Linked DNA regions of Mustela erminea: region 2 is linked to region 1. A link is a contact called in public Hi-C data. All regions are on one chromosome and are shown on one strand. The core of a region is the stretch at or near the end of the contact, and the rest is flanking DNA. Distances in the headings are between cores, read along the strand shown.

The links. A called contact is a pair of places that touch in the nucleus more often than the background predicts.
Region 2: a contact with region 1 is called in a Hi-C map of fibroblasts, with 3 times the contacts expected there. The contact joins the promoter of ARID1B here to the enhancer-like site in region 1. A contact is called at or near these places in 2 of 3 Hi-C or Micro-C datasets (fibroblasts and spleen).

Annotation. Positions count from the first base shown.
Region 1 is chr4:10,384,251-10,388,675 of mMusErm1.Pri, reverse strand. All of the region lies in intron 4 of ARID1B (AT-rich interactive domain-containing protein 1B), which reads left to right. Among named protein-coding and RNA genes, the nearest start is that of ARID1B, 180 kb to the left of the region's middle. Within about 2 kb of position 1,730, the one cell type or tissue checked has open chromatin away from gene starts, as enhancers often do. A contact at or near this core is called in fibroblasts, where this site is marked.
Region 2 is chr4:10,560,494-10,564,296 of mMusErm1.Pri, reverse strand. ARID1B (AT-rich interactive domain-containing protein 1B) reads left to right here and starts at 2,218. Exons shown (of 20, transcript XM_032338637.1): 1 at 2,218-3,803. The coding sequence starts at 2,379.

The DNA of each region.
Region 1 (4,425 bases), core at 481-2,980:
AATTGTAAAAGAAAAAAAAAAAAATTAAGGCCCACATTCCTGACTAGGTAGAAGGGGGAAAATGAGGTTGCATGATTATTAACATAAAGTGAAAATATATCTTAAGGATGAAATATCAGGTTATTACTTTATAAAAGAAATAGTTTATAAAGGAACATATATATAGTACTCTTGTGAAAAAAGTGAATAATGATGCCAAAATAAGCATTTTCCCGTTTTTGTTTTTTTTTAATAGTGTTAAAGAAATTTTTTCATTATATTTGGAATGATTACCATGAGCCCAAGTTTGGTACCCTGTCAACTAAACAAGTGAATGAATGATGGGCTAGTTTTTCTGTAACTTGCATAACTGTCGCAATTAAAATCCAGCAACTCTTTCCAAAGAAGTAGCTTATTGAGCCTATTTTCATTTCAGAGTGTAATTCTTGAAAATAGTAATTTTGTAAGGGTAAAACGTGTAGCAGAATGAAAAGTCATTTAATAAAGAAATAGTTCAATTGAGAAGAGAGTATTTTTCATAAACTTTTCTCTGTTCTAAGGGATAGGTGACATTTTGTTTTGTAACTCGGCATTTTTCTGTTGTCCGCTTTTATGGGAGAAGATTGCTAATCTTTGAGTTAAAAGATTTGGACTCAAGATATTAATTGGTTAGTCTAGTGATGGTCTCAATTTTACAATGCAAACATTCTGCTAATGACTTAGTACCATGACAGTTTGCATCTTGTGGCAAAAGTTAGTAGTGTTTTTTTAGTTTTGGTTTTCTTTTGGTTGTTTGAGGGGAGGAGGGTATCTGTTGACTTGGGTACATTATAAAATTGGAGATACGTTCTTCAGGACAAACAGGATAAACCCATAATCTGTCTAGCTCCAGAGTTCTAGTGGGAAGAATTCTAAAGCTGGTGTGATTCCTCCGCTTCTGCCCCCAGGACTGACCCTGGAAGAGTCTTGTGCTCTGTGTCGGTTGCTGCGCCTCATGTTGTAAAAAGGAATGGGTGTGGTGAGCAGCCTGTGGCCCAGCCAGGAGGCGTGAAGATCTTGACAGCTGGCTTGATTTGAACCCACAACTGTCACTGGCTCTTGGCCATTTATCAGCCTTTAAGGGGAAGGGGAGCGGGGTCTATTGGGGCAGCTGAATCATGTTCCTGTTATTTTGAGGGAGTTGGACTTTTTTGAGCCCAAACCGTGTAACGGAATTCAACAAAAAGACAATTTAACATACATTTACTCTTCCAGAACAAAACGTTGTAGGAAACTACCTCTGTTCATTTGTTGGCCATTCTTGTCATTTATAACTTGCTCTAAGTAAAAAAGGCCTAGTAGGATAAATTCCTCTTTGTAGATACTCTTTAAGAGGACTTGAACTCCAGTGTTCATTCTTTTGTATTTCATTACCTCCAGGAAAACGACTTGCTCAAGATTTTGTGGCTCTCTCAACTCTAAAGCCTGTGCTTTTAAAAATCATACAGTTAGAAAATCATGAAAGAGCAGTGTCTGTGTCAGCTTTGTGTGTGTGTGTGTGTTAAGACACAAAAAACCCCTGTAAATTGCAAAATTGTTTCCCTTCGAGGGCTTAAAAAATACCTTGAGTTTGTTGGATTAGAATGGGTGGCAGGCAGGGTAGCTGCCCTTCCGGAGCTGCAGTACACAAATCGATTTTGCTCCCTTAGCTGCCTGCCTGCGTGTGCTTAAAACAATTTTTGACAAATGCCGGAGTTTCACAAATGTAGGAGTAGCAGTTCTCGAGGTGGTTTTGCAAGTCCCTTGGAACAGCCATGCCCGTCTTCAGTCACTCTTCATTTGAATGAGAAAGGGGATGGTAGAAGCTATTTTTATTTTCCCCTGGGAGCAAGAGAAAAGGAGGCGGAACTCTGTACCATGTAATTTTAAAAAAGAAAAAAAAAAATCAGATTCCATTGAGATTCTTTCTTGTTTACTTTTTATTTTACTCTTGCCGTCTCCCAGTGTGTTTGCCTAATATAAGTCTTCCCCCAGGAATATGAGAATATGTGGTACGGTCCGCCTCATAACCTTCCTGGATATTTTTATAATTTATCATCAGCTGACACCGCCTGGGTAGAATATTCTTACCACTCCCTCTGGCTGCTGGAAGTCTGAAATTACATCTTTGTCTTTGAAGTCAGGCATACTGTTAGCGTTGCTATGGTGACAGGGTGGGTAATGGCGTCCACAGACAGGAGATCGGTATTTAGCGTCTAAACGCTGCTGTACACAAGGCCTTGATTTTTAGAGTGGTTACTGAACTATTCCCTTTTAGTAAATGTTTAAAAATCACATTTTTACATGGTCTTACTAGATTAATAGTCATGGTTTATTTCATTTTAACTGCAAGGATAAAGGCATTATTCCATTAAATGGGTAGCTTTTTTTCTCTCTTGGTTTATGCATTATTAACACAGGCTTTCCTGTTTTGCTTGTAACATTTTATAGGCTTTTTCAAACATGCAGTCAGATTTGCTCTGTTGCTCCTTTATTTTTTGGTCTTAACCCATTATCTGCTCCATCTTCCATGATTTCAGAGAAGACAAAGTTCTTAAGGAACTAAGCTTTAAAATATTAAAAATGAAGAGGAGGAGGGAGGGTGAGAGGTGTGTGTGTGTGTGTGTGTGTGTATGTGTGTCTGAGTGTGAGAGAGAGAGAGAGAGAGATGATGTTGACTGGCCGGTCTTACCCCATGAACTGCAGCAATAACTTTCTTTTTAAGTGTTTCTTTTGTTTCAAGTTTCTTTTTAGCCCCTCTCCTGTACTATTCCTTCACATAGGAGGTTAAAGGAAAGATTATTTACAGTTGTGGGGAACTGTGGGACATTTTGAAAATGTTTTAGTTAATGTAACTTTTTAAAAATGATTGTATTTATTTAAGAGAGAGAGAGTTGGGGGGGCGTAGAGAGGAGCAGAGGGAGAGGGACAAGCCGGCCCCCCACTGAGCACGGCGCTCACCATCGGGCTAGATCCCAGGACCCTGAGGTCATGACCTGAGCTGAAACCAGGGTTTGGATGCTTAACTGACTGAGCTACCCAGGTGCCCCAGTTAATGTAACTTTCGAAGTGATAGTCTCTCAATTTAATCTGTTTGGTCTGAGACCATTAACTTATATTACTTACGATTTGTTGATTCTTGATTGTTTTGTCATTAGAATAATAGTGACTCTTAAAAGTTCACACAGTTTATATGTATGCCTCCCTACCTCATTTATGAACTGCTTCTGGAATATCATTTTGAAAGCCTCATGATATGGACCTTATGCCTTCATAAAGTATTTCTTAGGAAATTCTTCCTTGGGTTAACTTGAAATGCTTTCTTGGATTTGGATTCTACTTCTGCCTTCTTAAACCACATGAGATAAACCTAAATCCCTTGTCTCTATCATGGCTGTTAAGATATTTGAAGGCGGTTTTCATTTTACGTGTTTTTTCACTTGCCTGATTAGTTCCTTTATTTTCCCCATTATGTAGTTTCCATTCTGTCCCCACCCTGCTCTTAATTCTTTGGTAAAGTTCATTTTGTGTAAGTGCCTCCACATAGGAATCCACAGCCAGACTAAATACTCCAACAGAAGTGTGGCTGGTATAGAGCCGGTCAGTCACCGCCTTTGTTCTAGACCGTCGCGGTGGTAGGCGCTTGGCGTCAGAGCTGAATCCCACTCTGGCTGGCCCTGTGATGGGAGGTCCTTTTAAGGCTCGTCTCTCATCTCTCCTGTACTTGAACCTAAGAACAGCTTTCGCCTTTACCCTCACTGAGTCATTTGGGTCATTGTTCAAGCCTGCTAACGTGTTTTTGGATTCCAAATCTAGCATCTGTTGTATTTAATAGAATTTCTACCTTTGTGTTATCTATAAATTCATATCTCATTATAACTCTTAACGTAAACAAATTAAATAGGCTGAATGTAGAACTCTTTGACGTTTTGGTTGTTGCCATTCATCCTGGTATAATAAATCTAGAGCTTCTGTGTGCTCTGGACCATGCGTTACATGTTAACTACAATGCCACCCTAAGAGACTTAGGCTAGAAACTGAGTGGGAATCCAGAACAGTTGGGATTATGGTTCTGTTATACATAAAGGCTCTGTGATATTGAAAGTTACATATGATTTGTTCCTGATGTAATCTTGTATTCATCAAACCTAAGTTTTCTGCATGGGAGATGGAAATTGACTTCATAAGCCAGTTCTTGTTGCAGCATGAAGGGATACACACTGGCTTCTTCCCTGTAACCAGGAGGAATGGCCAAAATAAACATCAAGAGAAGGTAGAAGAGCCTGTGCCTGTCCCCTGGGGGCCCTAGAAACGGAGCCTGAATGTCATGGGCCAAGGCAGATGGTAGTCCCCCTGGTCTTGGGATCTTTGAAATGAAGTGGTCCTGTGTCTGGGACCTAAAATGTCAGTGAACAAGACTGTCGGTCA
Region 2 (3,803 bases), core at 969-3,468, 180 kb before region 1:
ACTTGCTGAAACAAATGGGATTAAAAGAGATTTTGACTTTCTGTACCTATTTTTTTTTTTTTTTTTAGTTCCATGATTTTTGTATATGAAAAATATTTTTAAGAAAAGGGCCAGAGCTAAACTTGGTGACTCATTTTCCCCTTTCGGGATTAGCTGTGAAAATAAGACACAAAATATAGCTACTCCTGTTTAAATGGACTTTGACATATTTCATCAGTTTGGAAAAATGCTTTCCTACAATTATATCTATGTATTTAGTTTGGGTCTAGATGTCTAAAAGCATAAATATGTAATTGATTTTAGAATATATGTGTACACATACAAAACAGACATGTATTTATATTTGCATATAAGAAACTTTAAAAATTCAACTTTCGTGGTGTATTGCGTATAATTAGTATGTATTTGAATGCATAAAGGGAGATAATCCAGGAGAAAATGTCAAAAAGGCACACTAACAAAGATGTAGTATTCTCTTGGCAAAAACTGATGAATGATTTGGCATGAATTCATCTTACAGTTCTGTAATTCTCTCTTACACACAATGATATAACCCGTTTTCCAGTTGTTTGCATAGAATTACAATTTGTTGTTTGTACACTCTGTAATGACCCTTGGGTGTGCACCTGATTCCCCTCCCCCACCAATTAGTCACCACTTTTTTCCACCTATCCTTTTCTGTTTAGTCATTAACATATTTGCACTTGCTCAAGCGAGTAAAAATAACCATTGCAGTTAAAATAAACTAATCTTTATAAGAAGCTGAAGAGTGAGATGATTTTAGAAAACTATGTTCTACTAAAATCATATATATTATTTCAGCTAGTGTGACCCCTTGGAAGTTCTGGTTTCCACACTAGTGCAAGTGAGTCATTGCTTAGGTTAAGAAGGCCTGCTTGAAGATACCCAGAAGGTTACTAGGTGATAAATTAACAATAATAAAAACATTTAAAACATCATCAAGTGACAAAATAGAGTATTTTTAAAAGAACAGAGTCTGAAACATTTCTCCTTAAGATTAGATTCGACCAGTTTACATTACTATTGATCTTATGTTTATTAAATATAATACATATTTCTTTTTAGTTTTGTTTCACACTGCTTAGAAACGAACCCATATCAAGAGGGTTAATTGTGCACATTAACCTCTGAAATATGATGAAAGGCGTCATATAGATTTATGAAGACATGAGATAAACTTCAGCTGTCACTATTATGGCACCTGTAGTGAAATTTCCACGTGCAAGTGCGAGCATAACACACCAGTCTACTTATTTGAAGACCTTCCCTTTACTGAGAGGACAGACACGGGCATTTTAAGAAAAATGCTCCTTTGGGAATGCTTTTGCGTTTTCACTGATAAGCCTACACGCATATATGAGGTGCCTTAAAAAATCGTTATATAAACATCATCTCTGGGGCAGGTGCCGCCAGCCTCAGCACTTACTGAGCACTTGCTGTGTACAGGGCACAGCACTCCCTGAAGGCGGCTAACCTTCCCTTAAAGGCTTTCACATTTCGCAGTTTGAAGAAGTTGTGGCAATCACGCCGATGGCCCGAATCAAGGCAGAGAGGCCAACAGTCTGAAAAATTACATAACTCCTGGGACAGGCAGTGCTTTTGCACAGATTGCCCAAATATTTTCTTTCTCCGTCGGCTCCCCCACACCTCGGAGGCCAACAGATAACTTTGCTCCCCGGCCCTTCTCCCTCTTTTGTCTGCTCGTCAGACTCGTTTTCCACCTTTGTATCGCTCCTTTTAGACGTGAAAACAAACACGCGAACGGCCGGTTGGCAAGGAGACGGGGCACGAGGGGAAAGTGCAGCCTCCCGCCGCCCCACGCCGCCGCGCTCCGGGCGCCTGCGGAGCCGGCCCAAGCCCCGGGCCCGGGGCCGCCGGGTGCCCGCGAGGCTGCGCCCCGGCGGCGGGCGGGCGGCGGGCGCAGGGCCCGGCGGGCGGCGGCGGCGGCGGCGGCGGCGGCCCGCGCCGAGTCCAGTCCGCGTTTTGCGAGTGCACGCGAGTAATCAGAGAGAAGTGGATAATAGTTGCTCGGGCTCGCTCGGCTCCCTCTCATGCCATGCTGGGCCCGATAGGCTCAGTCAGTCGTGTATTTACCCATATCCGGGGTAGAGAGGAAAAGAGAAAAGTTTCATTTAAACCTGAACTAAAAACTTTCACCATGAAATCACACAGCGGGAACAGGCCCAGACCGTAAGGCGTGCCTCCCGGTTCGGCTCCGGCGGGGCCTGCGGAGGGGGAGGGGGCTCGCTCGATTCCCGTCGGGGCGTGTGGATGCGCACAGGAGGGGCCGCTGACTAAAAAGTGGGTTTTATTGTCTCCCCCCGCCCCCCGCCCGGCCTGGCCACGCCGCGGCGATCATGGCCGCGCGGGCAGCAGCGGCGGCGGCGGCGGCGGCGCGGGCGCGGGCGGGCAGCGGCGAGCGGCGGGCGCCTCCCGGGCCGCGGCCGGCGCCCGGGGCCCGGGACCTGGAGGCGGGGGCGCGCGGCGCGGCGGCGGCGGCACCGGGACCCATGCTGGGGGGCGGCGGCGACGGCGGCGGCCTGAATAATGTGCACCACCACCCCCTGCACCCCCGTCACGAACTGAACATGGCCCATAACGCGAGCACGGCGGCCGCCGCCGCCAGCACGAACAGCGCCAAGAGCGGCGGCTCCGAGGCGGCTCTCAAGGAGGGTGGAAGCGCCGCCGCGCTGTCCTCCTCCTCCTCCGCGGCGGCGGCGGCGTCCTCCTCTTCCTCCTCGTCGGGCCCGGGCTCGGTTATGGAGACGGGGCTGCTCCCCAACCACAAACTGAAAACCGTTGGCGAAGCCCCCGCCGCACCGCCCCACCAGCAGCACCACCACCACCACCATGCCCACCACCACCACCACCATGCCCACCACCTCCACCACCACCACCACGCACTACAGCAGCAGCTAAACCAGTTCCAGCAGCAGCAGCAGCAGCAGCAGCAGCAGCAGCAGCAGCAGCAGCAGCAGCAACAGCAGCAGCAGCAGCAGCAGCAGCAACAGCAGCAGCAGCAACATCCCATTTCCAACAACAACAGCCTCGGCGGCGCGGGCGGCGGCGCGGCTCAGCCGGGTCCCGACATGGAGCAGCCGCAACATGGAGGCGCCAAGGACAGTGCCGCGGGCAGCCAGGCCGACCCCCCGGGCCAGCCTCTGCTGAGCAAGCCGGGCGACGAGGACGACGCGCCGCCCAAGATGGGGGAGCCGGCGGGCGGCCGGTTCGAGCACCCGGGCCTGGGCGCCCTGGGCGCGCAGCAGCCGCCGGTCGCCGTGCCCGGGGGCGGCGGCGGCGGTGGCGGCGGCGGCAGCGGCCCGGCAGCCGTCTCGGAGTTTAATAATTACTATGGCAGCGCTGCCCCTGCTAGCGGCGGCCCCGGCGGCCGCACTGGGCCTTGCTTTGATCAACATGGCGGACAACAAAGCCCCGGGATGGGGATGATGCACTCCGCCTCAGCCGCCGCCGGAGCCCCCAACAGCATGGACCCCCTGCAGAACTCCCACGAAGGGTACCCCAACAGCCAGTACAACCATTATCCGGGCTACAGCAGGCCCAGCGCGGGCGGCGGCGGCGGCGGCGGCGGCGGCGGCGGAGGAGGAGGAGGAGGAGGAGGAGGCAGCGGAGGAGGAGGAGGAGGAGGAGGAGGAGCAGGAGCGGGAGCTGTGGCGGCGGCGGCCGCGGCGGCGGCGGCAGCAGCAGCAGGAGGCGGCGGCGGCGGCGGCGGCTATGGGGGCTCGTCCTCGGGGTACGGGGTGCTGAGCTCCCCCCGGCAGCAG